2 separate regions of the Pan troglodytes genome follow, and region 1 is linked to region 2. A link is a contact called in public capture Hi-C data. All regions are on one chromosome and are shown on one strand. The core of a region is the stretch at or near the end of the contact, and the rest is flanking DNA. Distances in the headings are between cores, read along the strand shown.

The links. Capture Hi-C pulls out chosen DNA fragments and counts their contacts.
Region 1: a contact with region 2 is called in a capture Hi-C map of stem cell-derived neural stem cells, with 3 times the contacts expected there. The contact joins two enhancer-like sites. A contact is called at or near these places in 4 of 7 Hi-C or Micro-C datasets (blood, induced pluripotent stem cells and stem cell-derived neural progenitor cells) and 1 of 1 other capture datasets (stem cell-derived neural stem cells).

The regions. Positions count from the first base shown.
Region 1 is chr3:185,812,840-185,820,019 of NHGRI_mPanTro3-v2.0_pri, forward strand. The region is part of intron 3 of ENPP6 (ectonucleotide pyrophosphatase/phosphodiesterase 6); the gene reads right to left. Among named protein-coding and RNA genes, the nearest start is that of ENPP6, 100 kb to the right of the region's middle. Within about 2 kb of position 3,507, at least 11 of the 24 cell types and tissues checked have an H3K27ac peak or open chromatin away from gene starts, as enhancers often do. A contact at or near this core is called in stem cell-derived neural stem cells, where this site is marked.
Region 2 is chr3:185,470,928-185,477,885 of NHGRI_mPanTro3-v2.0_pri, forward strand. All of the region lies in intron 1 of STOX2 (storkhead box 2), which reads left to right. Among named protein-coding and RNA genes, the nearest start is that of STOX2, 26 kb to the left of the region's middle. Within about 2 kb of position 1,789, at least 3 of the 24 cell types and tissues checked have an H3K27ac peak or open chromatin away from gene starts, as enhancers often do. A contact at or near this core is called in stem cell-derived neural stem cells, where this site is marked.

The DNA of each region.
Region 1 (7,180 bases), core at 2,257-4,756, 340 kb after region 2:
GGAAAGAAGCCAGCTGTGGAAAGAGAGGCTCCCAAAGTTCTGAAATCAGGGGTCTCAAGATAATGGATACATTTTAGAGACTGAACGTACATATACTATCTCAGATTGACATGGTTACAAGAAGTAACTTTATATATTCGATTCAGAGCCAAGCAGCCAGAAAATGTTAAATAAGTCAGATATTCCCACTAGTAGGTTCCCCTTAGTACTTTTCCTTGAGCATTTGGAGGTGTAAAGATTAGTTTAGACCCTGCTTAGATTAGTGAACTTTCAAATAACTACTTTATACCCAAGAGACTTGAAAGAATTAACAATGCATTGCTCAAAGTAACTAACTTAAAAATTGAAATTTGCCTTGCAGATAACCTCTGTTGGGAAATCCATTTTATTTTTTTAACGTGTTCAAAGACAGACTTTGGATGTTAAAGAAGTGGTTTCCAATGAAATATGCAAGATTGAGGTGAAAGAAAAGCTCACAATTTGCACATCTTTAAAAGCAACTCCTGATGTATGTGCCAGACACAGTCGTCGTTAGATTCTGAGACACAAATATTGTAAGGCTGAGATAATGGGCTTTGATTATAGTGTGAAGTGTAGGGACTGCAACAAAAATAACCCCAAAAGAGGAGACATCTTTGATTAGGAACATTCACACTCATTGTTTTGAGGTCATTGGACTTAAAAATAAATGCGTTGCTTTATGTTTCTGCAGCGCCTGCCAGCTTGGTGCAATTATTTAACAAGTAGAATACAGAAAAGGAAACAAAAATAATTTTCCTGCATAAGGACAAAATATGTGAGCCCTGAAGTTTTGACTTAAACACTTTTTACTTTTAGAAAGCTAATTTTTAACAAAGCTCAAAGAAATTTCCTGACAATCCAATTCATCTTCACCACTGTGCAAAGTTGGAAAAGAGCAATAATTAATTACCGCATTGAAAATGAAATCTCTTTTGAGGCACACTCCCATTTTATTGAGTTCTTATAGAGGCTTCTCAAAAGATGGTAGATATTTGGAGGGAGGAGCTTCTTACTTGGGGCATGTCTACCTCCATACAGAAAAGTCAGCCAACATCTCCATCCTGAAGCACCTCCGTCTTCTGGCTTGTGATAAAGCTTCCTTTTCCCACCCACTGGGCTCCCTCCTCTCCCCAGTGACCAGGTTGGCTGCGTTCCTCACACTAGTAGGTGGTGACTTTGGCAAAAACCAGGCTCCGCCTGCAGGTGGTGGGAGTACCCCTTTTATGTTCTCTTCCCGTGTCTTCACCTAGGACAGAAATTCTCCTCATGCCACGGGCAGAGACACTGCACTCATCCCGCAGCTGCCCCACCTGTGCCTGGGGCAGGGGTTGGGAGGTAAGGATAGGAAATTTAACTCAGTAAAAAAAAGCACATTTAGGATAGCTTTTCTTTCTTTATTTTTTGAGACAGAGTCTCACTCTGGTGCCCAGGCTGGAGTGCAGTGGTGCGATCTCGGCTCACTGCAACCTCCTTCTCCTGGGTTCAAGCTATTCTTCTGCCTCAGTCTCCCAAGTAGCTGAGACTACAGGCATCCACCACCATGCCCAGCTAATTTTTGTAGTTTTAGTAGAGACAGGTTTCACCATGTTGGCCAGGCTGGTCTCAAACTCCTGACTTCAGGTGATCCGCCCCCCTTGGCCTCCCAAAGTGGGATCAAGCTTTTCAATTGGAGTAGAACTTAGAATGGCCAATGAGTGATGATTTCAAACAGAAGAGACTAGTTACCAGAATATTAGTGGATCAACTTTTAATGCCGGGAATTGATAGAAAATGATGGAACCCAGCTCTTAAGGAGTGTGAACTAATCAGGGACTTTACCAGCTGAATCAAGTACAAACCCATCAGTCAACCATCCCCCGCCCGCTTTTTTGGGGGGAAAGAAACAAGTGGAAGCAAGCTCATTTTTGCTAGCTTGGTTAGTTTTGTTTGTCATTGCTAGAATATGTGACGTAGGTATGATGCTGGCCTGCCCAAGTTCACGGCCTCGGGCCAGGTGCGCCCATAGAGAAGTGAGAGCAGCCTCTCAAGTCTCAGGAGTTAACTTCACAGCAGCCGCAGCTGGTTTGTCCTGATCAATGATCACCGGTGATCTGCATATCAACAGATGGTGCTGGGAGCAGACACTGGGTCTCATTCAGTGATTCACGTCTATAATCCTCCTTGGGTGCTCTTTGCATAAAAGCTGTTGACAGATAATCTGCTTTAGGGATCAAAGAGCAACTCAAGGGGGCTGCATCCTTCTGATAGTTTCCCAGTCCAAACGTTAGACTCCACGGGAATAGGGGAGATTTTTTAGTTAAAAACAGAAGGAACAGGTAGGATGAGAACTGGCAGGAACTGAGGACCTATGAAAACCATGTGGCCTAAGTGGAAGGAATTTTGGAGCCCAGCAAACCAGAGTTCAAATCCCATCCCAGCCACCTCACACGACTCATTCCACTTTATTGAGCCTCAGTTTCCTCCTCTGAAAAATGGAGATAATCATACCTTTTTTCAGAGTTAAGTGGTTTCAGGTAGGGAAAGCTTTGGCACGATGTCTTCCGCACGACGTCTGGCGTGGAAAAGGCCAATCCTATCAAATGGGCCTTTTAAAAGGCCACTTTTTAAAATGGCACTTTGAAAAATCCTCTTCTAGGGAGGGATGGGGCCGGGCAGTCCATTTCTTACTTGATATCTACAGACCATTTGCAGAGGAAAAGTCTCAAATCCCCTTGACGAAAAGAAAAGCAGCACCACGTTGCATCTGCCTTGCACAGGAAGCTGGAAGCTTTGCACGGGGGTGAAAGTTACAGGCAGAAACTGCCCGCGGGGCTCCGGACAGCAAGGAGCGAGCCCTCTGAGCCTGGCCACGCTGGCCCGCCACTGCCCTCTGCTGGCGGCTGCGGTCATCACCACCGCCCGCAGCCGTCCCCGAAGTCCGCCGAGAGGCGCCAGGCTGGGCCAGCCTTGAATTCTGTGTTTGCTTTTCCCTGTTTGAAGGCCACCCCCAGGATTCGCAGGAATCTGACAGCTGCTTGTGACTGTGCTGAAGATGCCGAGAATGTAGGCAGAGCCCGGGCAGGGCCGGCGGGCAGGCGGCCACGCGCTGCAGCAAACGCCAGCCTCGGGGCGTTGAACCTGGAGCCGGGGCCTTGCCTGGGCTGTCCTGGCTGGGAGTCTCGTGCTGTGCCCCCCGCTTCCTCATTCCCCCACCCCACCCTCCTAACCCTTGTTGTGTTTCATTTTCCCTTTTAGGATGTGTGCTTCTTATTTGGGATTTTATTATTCTTGACCCCAGCCCTTTCTTTCCCTCCTTCTCTTAGTTCCTCTTTGGGTTAAGTTTATGATTTTTTTAAACCACAATTTGTAATGGTCACTGCAGGGGACGTTTAACTTTGAACACCCCTTTGTTCCTCCAAAGGCGAAATTCCTCCTGCGCCCTGCATGGCCCATTCAGGAGCGTCTGTGACCCAACCTCTCTGGCTCTGGGGAGAGGGCAAAGTGTGGCATCTAGCCCTAGCCAGGCCAGCGAGGAGCCGCATTCCTGCCACAGTGACCGTGGCTCCAGGATCCAGGCTGGGCGGGAGGATTTTTCATGCTGGAGGAATCCATTCCTCTCGGTGGCCGAGCTGGGAAGAAATGTCCCCATGTGAAGACACGGTCCCAGGAAGAGACGCTGGGGCTACAGCCAGGGCCGCGGGGAGGGCAGCAGGGGAGGGTGAGTTCCGCTCTCCTGGCTCCTGCCTCACCCCTGCTTCTTTTTGCAGGAGCCAGCAGCCCTCTCTCTGCCTGGAGTAGCAGGCCTGGGATTTCTGTCACTTGCTTCCTTTGCCTGTCCCTGGCTCCTCTCTCTGCCGTCATCACATTTCTGGCCACCTTGCCCTCCTCCCCTGAGCTCACAGCTCCTGGGCAGGGTCCTGGCTGTGGAGGGCACCAGTTTAGAGCCGCTATAGATGAAGGCTCCAGGCCACAGTTGAGGCTTCTGAGCACTGGGCCTTAGCTGCCTGACTTTGCCCCTTTCTCCAAGGCCAATCACCGGTGGCAAATCTCACAAGCGACTTTGTGTTAAAAGTGATGACTACCTACGTTTACCTCTCACGAAGAGCTTACATTTAGTTTAAAAATTATCTATTATGAAAATATTCGAATGCACAAAACAGTGTGATAACACGGGACAGTGCTCCGCCCTGGTTTCCTGTGTCTTCCTCCCCACACTGGAATATTTGTAAAGCAAATACCAGACATCCCATCTGAAGTCATAAAGACTTCTGTGCCTGTCTCTAGTACTGAGGGACTTTTAAAAAAACATACTCTTGCTATCACACCCAACAAAATGAATATAACTATTTAATATCATTCAATACCCAGTCCATGTTGAGTTTTCCATAATTATCTTTAAAATGCCTCTGTGAAATTCGTTTATTTGAATCAGCATTTAGGCTGGGAAAGGTGGCTCACGCCTGTAATCCCAGCACTTTGGGAGGCCAAGGCTGGCAGATCTCTGGAGCCCAGGAGTTTGAGACCAGCCTGGGCAACATGGTGAAACCCTGTCTCTACAAGAAATACAAAAATTAGCTGTGTGTGGTGGTGTGCACCTGTAGTACTAGCTGCTCAGGAGGCTGAGGCAGGAGAATCGCTTGAGCCAGGGAGTTGAAGGTTGTGGTGAGCCGAGATTGCACCACTGCACTCCAGCCTGAGTGACAGAGTGAGACTCTGTCTCAAAAAAGAAAAGAAGGAAAAAAAAAAAAAAAGAATCAGCATTCAAACAAAACCCATGCATTTTATTTATGTTTCTTGAGTGTCTTTTAACTGATAATGGTTCTCCTCCATTTTATTAATTCTTGTCTATTTATTTATGGAGGGAACTGGGTCATCTGTCTGAAAACATCCTATATTCTGGATTAGGCTGATTGTATCCTCATGGTACCATTAGCATGTTCCTTAGTCTCCTGTATTTCTTGCAGACTCCTAGTTTGATCTACAGGTCTTAGATTCAGGTTCCATGTGCCTTAGGCAAGAATCCACTGCACGTGGTGCATGTACTTGCTCTCGCATCACGCCATGTTGCTCGTGGTGTCTGTTAAAGTGGATTGGTGGGTTTAGATGGTGTCAGCCTACTCTATCCACTGTCAAGGTTCATATCAACCTGCATGTAATGGTTTTAGCAACCACCGATAATCATCACCTACATCTGTTCCTTTTAGTCACAAAATCCCTTCCCAGTAGAAGTGTTCTCTGAAACAGGCAGGTTCTTTTAGGCATGTCTCTTTGGACTGTATACCCCTTACACTGAAGTGAGGGGGTGGATCAGTTATCTGTTTTAGTGTAACTGACAACCTCGAACCTCAAGTGGCTTAAACAATAGTCATGTATTCAGCTCACAAATCTGCCGTCTGGATGGAGCATGGAAGGGAAAGCTCCTCTCTGCTGGATGCAGCACCAGCAAGGGCAGCTCAGAGGCTGGGGTAACCTGACACCAGAGGGCTGGAAGGATCTGCAGGCAGTTGATGCTGGCTGCTGGCTGAGACCTCAGCTGGGTTGTCAGCAGCTGCATCCACCTGTGGCCTCTCCATATGGCCACCTGGCATCCTTACAGCATGGTGACCATGCTCCAGGCATGAGCACCCCAAGAGAGCAAAGAGAACAGGCTTGGCATTGATTGTGACCCAGATCCAGAAGTTACATACCATCACTTCTCCTGCATCTGTTGGTCAAAGCTGTCACAAAGGTCCACTGAGGTTCAAAAAGAGGGGACACCACTTGATGGGGGAATGTCAATGTCACAATATGAGAAGAACAAGTAGAATGGGATTTGTTACGGCAGCTTTCTTGGAAAATATGATCTGCCACCATGAGAAAACAAATTCAAATAATTAAGCGGTAAGTGTCACGAGCCAGACACATCACAGTTGACATACATTTGTCACAGCTTTGTCTAAGCCATTTAAAGAAGAAACTATTCCAAGTCCATGGCTGTAGTTTAGCTCCACTTCTTGCCTTGATAGAATAAATAGACATACTGATATAGTTAGTTATTTAAAAACTTGTGTGTTCACATAATTTGTTAGTTACAAACACATTGATTTTTTTTTTTAAAACCCCAGTGTATCAGGCACGATTCGAGATGCTGAGATAGAGCAGAGAAGAAGACGGACAGAATCCCTGTCCTCAGGAATCTTGCTCGCAGGCGGGAGAAGACAGATCATGAACATGTAAGCTAAAAGACGGGACAGTCTCAGGAAGTGAGGTGCAGTCAGCAGTGGAAGTAAGTGGAGAGTGTGCGAGGGAGGTGCAGCATTGGCTAGGCGGCCGGGAGGGTTTGGAGGGGGTGGTGAGATGACGCTTGAGTGGTGGCGGAAATAATGACGAGGACACAGCCATGGGAAACCTGGTGTAACAAGAGCATCCAGGGCGAGAGGGTGGGAAGGAAGAAGTGTGGGCAATGGGGGAGCTGGTGTCGCAGAAAAAGGTAGAGCCCAGTGATGTGGCGCATTGTCGGGAGGATTTAGATTTTACTCGAGGCATAATGGAAAATGCAGGCGGGTCTTCCTTTTAGAAAGGTGCCTCTAGGGACTTCTCAGGATGGGAGGTGTTTGAAGGGGAAATCTTATTTCTCACCCTTAGTCTTCCACGCAGGAGAGAAATTCAGCCAACACCTGCCTCCTGAAGAGCCTCCACCCTCTAGCTAGCAGTCAAGCCTCCATCATCCCCCAGCACCCAGCTACGCTCCTCTCCCCCAGTGACTTCAGGTTGAGGTGACTTTGGCAGAAAACAGCTCCAGCCCCTCCCATGCGGTCTGAAGGGTAATGCTGGCAGCCATAGGGGATGAACTGAGCAGCTCAGGATGGAAGCAGGGCGACTTGGGAGGACATAAGGCGGCCTGGACGGAGTGAGCAGTGGGCGCAGTGAACGGTGGCTGGGTTCCAATTTGTAATGACTAATGTGGGTTTTTTTCTGCATCTTCTCCATTTCAGTTTAAGGCCCACAGAAGGCTTATAAAAAGTAATATGACTTTAAAGGGTTTGATGTAGTCAAAATGCTGAAAGTGGAAAGTAATGCAATCTCACTTTTTTTGGCTTTTTAAATTGTAATGTACAAAAATAAATAGTTCCTGAGTGGCGTGCATACCAGCGACAGGAAATGTACATTCGTTCACCATTTGTGGGAGGAGCAACAGAAC
Region 2 (6,958 bases), core at 539-3,038:
GCAGCCAGGCTGGCTGGGGGTGCCTAGGTCTCTGGGATTTGCCCTCCTGGGCAGGGTGCTCTGCAAACTTCCCGGCCTGATCAGCCTTTCAGGCCCCCGATTATGGTGTCTCTGCCACCCACGTGCTAGGGAGCATCAAACCCCCATAAGCCACAAGCCTAGATGGGATTCCTGTGCCCTCCAGAGAGGACAGATCCCATCCATGCTGGAGAGTGAGCTTTTAAAAAGCTACTGCTAATGGAATTCTGGCTGTAGCTTAGATTGAGAAGTAACCCATTTATGTATATCATGGTCTCCAACCTTTTTGGCACCAGGGACTGGTTTTGTAAAGGACAGTTTTTCCACAGACTGGCATGGGGGATGGTTTTGGGATGACTCAAGTGCATGACCTTTATTGTGCACTTTATTTCTGTTATGATTACATTGTTATATATAATGAAATAATTATACACTCACCATCATGTAGAATCAGTGGGAGCCCTGAGCTTGTTCTCCTGCAACTAGACGGTCCCATCTGGGAGCCAGTGACAGATCATCAGGCATTAGATTCTTATAAGGAGCACACACCCCAGATCCCTCACATGTACAGTTCACAAAAGGGTTCACGCTCCCATGCAGATCATCAGGCATTAGATTCTCATAAGAAGCACACACCCCAGATCCCTCACATGCACAGTTCACAAAAGGGTTCACGGTCCCATGACCATCTAACGCTGCCGCGGATCTGACAGGAGGCGGAGCTCAGGTGGCCATCTGAGCGATGGGGAGCAGCTGCAAATGCAGATGAAGCTTCCCTGGCTCACCTGCAGCTCTCCTCCTTCTGTGCAGCCCAGTTCCTAATAGGCCACAGTACCGGTCTGTGGCCCAGGGGTTGGGGACCCGTGTGATATACATGATTGTATTTAATCTTCCTAGAAACTCAGTGAGGCTCTTCTTATCTCTATTGTCTGAGAGGCTGAAATTCAGAGAGGTTAAGTATCTTGCTGGAGGTCCAGCTGTGCAGTGCTGAGACCTCAGCCCAGGTCTGCCTGACTCCACGGCTGAGCCTGGACATGGCTCTCCTAGCCTTCCTGTGTCCGACCCATCTGCTGTGCACCTCCTGAGAACCTTCGGGTGCTCTTGAAAGCTTGTATGATCTACGTTTTTCTTTCAATATAAATGTAACCGCAATGATCTGGTGATGATTCTCTCTTTTTAAAACTATCACTTGGGCTGAGCGTGGTGGCTCACACCTGTAATCCCAGCACTTTGGGAGGCCAAGGTGGGTGGATCACCTGAGGTCTGGAGTTCAAGACCAGCCTGGCCAACATGGTGAAACCCCATCTCTCCTAAAAATACAAAAATCCGCTGGGTGTGGTGGTGGACGCCTGTAGTCCCAGCTACTCGGGAGGCTGAGGCAGGAGAATCACTTGAACCTGGGAGGCAGAGGTTGCAGTGAGCCAAGATCGTGCCACTGCACTCCAGCTTGGGCAAAAAGAGCAAAACTCCATCTAAAAACAAAACAAAACAAAACAAAAAACAAACAAACCAAAAAACCCCCAACTATCATCTGGAGGCAACAGCTGGCTGTCCAGAAGTAGACTGTTGAAAGGCAAACTGTTACACAATAAAAGACTTTCCTTCCCACTAGCCCATCACATTCCTTAGGCTCATAGACCTGGAAGATGAGGGAATGTGGAGCTGTGCTCTCTGCCCTAATCGTAGTAGCTCTGGTGAGTCACCAGATGTCTGGCTCACAAGAAGTTTCAGCAAAGCACGTCCTCATAGCTCTGGGCCCGAGAGACAGCAGTGCCTAAAGGGCTGTCACACTTCCCAGCCCATCTGGCGGAGGCTGCCGCAGGTTTGAAAACTTACCTGATGAGCAGAGGCCTTTCAATTCCAGAGACTTTCACAACTTTCCTGGCGTTTTCCTTGGCTCTTAACATCTGTGCCTCTAGACTGTAAATCCTCTAGGGCAGGGATTTTGTTCTTTGGCACATTTTAGCTATTGTAAAGCATAATGTACAGCATACGTTAAAAACAGTATAACAGCAAGGAAATTTTGTCCTTCAAATGCGGCTTCAGGTCTTGATCTTTTTCCCAGATACGCAGACATGTGTAGCCATGTATCGTAAAATCAGCTACTGAACTTTCTGTGAGAAGTGGTTTCCATGAGATCCATTTGTGGTGTTATTGCAAACTTGGGAAGGCATCAGATGTTAGAACAATTCAGCAGTTTTATACATACAATGGTTTTTTTGAGCTTTAGCTCATAAACCGTCACCTACTTTAAAATAATTTTGGGATTAAAACAATGTGATAATAAATTCATACTGGCCAGAATAGGATAATTTAAGCAGGGATACCCTCATAGCAATTTTTTTTTTCTGGGTCATAAAGCTAATAAAATATTCTCACCACCTGCTAATGTTCCTCATATTTTATTATAAATTATTTCTCACCGACATTCTATTTTCATTTAAGCCTATTTTACTTTCCTAGGCCTTGGGCCTTGGGTAATTTCCTTAGGTAAATTTCTGTTACATCTGATTTGAAAAGGCATGCTGGAGAGAGGGAAATGGAACGGCCAGCCATCTGGATGAACTCTGAGAGCTTCTCAAATAAACAACCACAAATATATTATTGTGTTATTCGTGTACCCTAAAACTTAAAGTATAATAATAATAAAATTTAAAAAAGATATTATTGTGTGATTATAGAAAAGTTTCTTAATTTGCTGTAAACTGGTAAACAGAAATTATATTTATTTGACATGGGATAAAGTTTTGAGGGAAGCACAGAGTAAAATGTGCATTTTGTAAAAATAACAGAATCTGAACCAATAGAAGATTTATTTAGTATGTATTATGTGATGCACCAATACTAGGCACCATGGGAGAGGCAGGAGACATCATGCATTTAGTTCCAGCTGCTCAGGACTCAGGGCTTCCCCAGACACGCAGGGCAGCAGACTGTGGCGGGTGGTTAAGTGCCCAGATGGGGGCTTCCAGGCAAGTGCTGTGAGCTCGTGAAGAGAGGGGACTGATAGAGTTCAATTGTGACCCTTGCCCTGGACTGCTAAGTGTGCAGTCACAAGTGGGTTCTCTTCTTGGCCTGCACAATTGGAATGTCCCCATGTCTCCTATCTCCTCACACAATCTTGGGCTTGGGGATCGGGGAGGAACATGGTGGATAATCCCTGGCTCTTAAGGACCAAGGAGGCTGCTCATCAAAGACACTTGCTGAAAAGAGGCAGAGCTAGGACTGAGTGTCCAAGGTCACCCCATGGTGTCAGGAGGTCGTGGTGGATGGTCTCAGGTCCACCATGAGGACGGCTGGGACATTCTTCCAGCTTATTTTGCTTTGAGGATCTTGAGCTAATTATGCATGAGGAGGAGAGGCTGTGGGCGAGGAAGGAAGGATGTGTTCTTAGGAGGGAGATGCAGCTGATGAGGCTTCCCAAGCAGTAGCTTGGGAGGAAGGTGGGCCGGGAGCGGTCAGCCTTCACACAGCTGGGCCATCCCTTGACCTGTGTGAAGCGCGTGCTGCAGATGGCAGCGGTCAGCTCGTGTCATCTCCTAGCATCCCTGGACCGCAAAACAGGCTTGCACTGGGTGGCAGGCAACCTTCAGAGGGTGGATAGACGTTCCTTCCGGCCTGAGTGCAGGCAGCCACCCTCGCTGTAGGTGTGTGTGTCCGTGCCTCTGTCCTGCCAACGTGGGTGCAGCGCCCGACCCCTCCCTGCCCGTCCTCTGTGTCCCAGGACTCGCGGTGAAGCCCTGAGCATGGGCTTCCATTGTTATTTTCTGAGGATAGCTTGACAGGACAGGGGCAACCTAGACCTAGTGGAGCAGGAGTCAGGGTCAGCAGCTCGGAGGTGGCTGGGGCTGGACTTTGCCGGGGAGGGGTTCAGATTTAATGCTTCGAGCAGTGGAAAGCTGCTCTGGGCTCCTGAGCACAGGCAGGGTGTGATAAAATCAGTGTTTGGGGAAGTTTAGTCTGGGAACGAGTATGGCAGTCAGTTTGGCAAACGATGGGGAGAAGGCGTGAGAAGGGTCGTTGGCTGTGAGCTGAAAATCGACACCATTTGCAGTCGCTGAAACCTTTGGGTAATCTATCACCTCTTCTTCTGCTCTTTCCTGTTTGTCTAATCTAGAAGTTCTCAGTTTTTAGTGCACAACAGACTCATCGGGAAACATGTTAAAACACAGACTCCTGGGCCCCACTCCCAGGGACTCCAGCTCAGCAGACCAGGAGTGGGGCTGGGAACCTGCATTTCATTTTCATTTTGCTCCTTAGATGATTCCAGTGCAGTTGATTGGAGGACCAAGTTTGAGAAAACAAACTCAACTGCCAGGTTCCATCTGGTTTTGGTCTTTTTTCCCTTTCTGTTGGGGCACTTCTTTCTGTTCTCATCACCACTGCTAGTCCTGACCCCTCCATGGTTTCCCTGAGCCTTGCCCCTCACTGTCCTCATCAGCAAACCTGTTCCCCTGAGAATGGCTTGCTCATCTATCTCAGGGGATACCCAGGCAGCATCTGGCTCCAGCGACTCCCTGTCCCCATCGCTGGCCTTCGAGGCACAGTTCGTCTTCCCTGTGAAAGCTGCCACTCTGACCTCCCTGCTGAGTAAGTGTAACCTCTCTGCTTTCCATTTCCATGGCTTGTATTCTCTACACCACTTCACTCCTTTCAAATACGAGCCATTAGCTTGTCGAAAGAGCAAGAGCTTGGCATCACACAGCCCTGGGACGGCTGCCTGCTAGCAATGTGGCCCTGGCAGGTCACACCATCGCCCTCAACTTCAGTTTTCCCGACCGCGGAATCTGTCCCTCAGGGTTTGTGGAGGCTTAAGTGGGAGGATACACAGTGTCCACCACATAGAATGTGTTTGGACAAATGCTATTTCTCTTTCTTTTCTCTGCGTCTGGAATCGCCAGCTGGACCAAAGACCCTCAGAAGAGAAAGGCGGTGTTTTATGTTCCTCTCTGATCTCATCATTGAGCTTGCTGCTCAACAGGCAATCATAATGCAAAAGGCAGTGATAGTAGTAGCAGTAATGGTAATAATAGTAATAGCAAATTTATAAGTATTTATGATATGCCAGGCATTACATATAACATGACTTATTTAATCTTCTCAACAGAGCTTTGAGGTATTGGCTGTCATTAACACCATCTGAGGAAACTGAGGCACAGAGTGGTTAGGTGCCCAGGGTCACCTAGCTGTTATGTAGTATAGTCAGTATTTGAACTCAGAAAGTCTGGCTGCAACCACCGTATTTTTATAGCACTGAAATAAAAATAACCCCTATTTTATTGTTATGAAAAATGTCAGTCATTTATAGAAATGGAATAGCGTGGGTGCGGTGGCTCACATCTGTAATCCTAGCACTTTGGGAGGCCAAGGAGGAAGCATTGCTTGAGGCCAGGAGTTCAACACTAGCCTGGGCAACAAAGCAAGACCCCAGTCTACAAAAAATGAGGAAATTAGCTACGTGTGGTGACACGCACCTGTAGTCTACTAGGGAGGTTGAGGCGTGAGGATTGCTTGAACCCAGGAGTTTGAAGCTGCAGCAAGCTGGGATCATACCACTGCACTCCAGGCTGGGTGACAATGAGACCCTGTCTCTAAAAAAAGAAAATAAAAATAAAAAAACAAAGAATTGGAGGGAATGAGAGAATTGAGTTCCTCTTTACTCAGCTTTAATGTAATCAACACATGGCCCATGTTGTTTCATTGGTGCTGTCACCTCTATCTTCACTTTGGGTTATTTTGAAACAAATCTCAGACATCATACTATTGTAAATACAACACATTAGCAATTGTATTTACAATGAACTTGTACATATTTTGTAAATAAATTTCAAAAAGATGGGCCAGGAGTGGTGTCACGTGTCTGTAGTCTCAGCTGCTCGAGAGGCTGAGGCAGGAGGATTGCTTGAACCTAGTTCAAAGCTGCAGTGAGCTATGCACACCACTGCATTCCAGCCTGGGTGACAGAATGAAATCCTGCCTCAAAAAAAAAAAAAAAAAAAAGAAAGAAAGCAAGAAGAAAAGACGGCCTTTATTGCCCCAGTATAACCTCAATGCCATTATCAGACTTAAAAATATCATATTATTGGTAATTCCTTAATACCAGCTATCCTGTTTGTGTTTAAATTTCTCTGATGTTTGCATAAACATTTTTTTACAGTTCATTTGTTCAAATCAGGATCCCAACAAAAGACAGTCTATTTTTGAGAATGAATTTTTAAAGCAAAGTACCTGAAAATGTTGTGTACTTGTTGCACTTTATTCAGCAAATGTTTATTGTGCCCATGTTTGCAAGGCATGGTTTGAGGCTGGAGAAAGAGACTTCCAAGGAGCTGCCAGCTGGCTGTGATGACAGGGTGGACTCGGAAACTGGCAGAGGGTGTTGGCGCATTTTGCCTCTGAAGTCATAAGTTTGGGTGAGTGACACAGCGGTAGAGTCTTGACAGGGCTGGGGAAGGTGGGAGGAAGAAACAGCCCCAGGAAAAGAGGATGGGTGTGGCTCGGGGGATGTGTTTAGATTCTTCAGTCATATTCAGTCCAACCTGTCTATTTCCTGTATTTCATTCTTCGTCTCTACTCTTCCACTTGATTTTTCTTGCAAGTTGTTATGTTGGCTTTCCCCCCTTTATAAAAAAAATGGTCAGGAACTTGGGGAGGTGTATTGAATGATGACAGTGTGTTTGAGTAAAGTAAATGAATGCGGTGGGGTAAATCCATGCTTTTAGGGCATAATCCCAGAGGCGACAGATTTAAGTTTTTAGGCACATGCTTTTATTATTCAGGCTGGCTCTTGGTACTGAAAATGTCTTGACAAATGAGCCAGCATTCAGATAACTGAAAAAATGAACTTCTATGAAATATTTCTGTTTGCTTTGAAATTATTCATCACTTTGTTTGGGGGACCTTGCCAAATTCCAAGTGGAGTATTGTGATGTACCTTGAG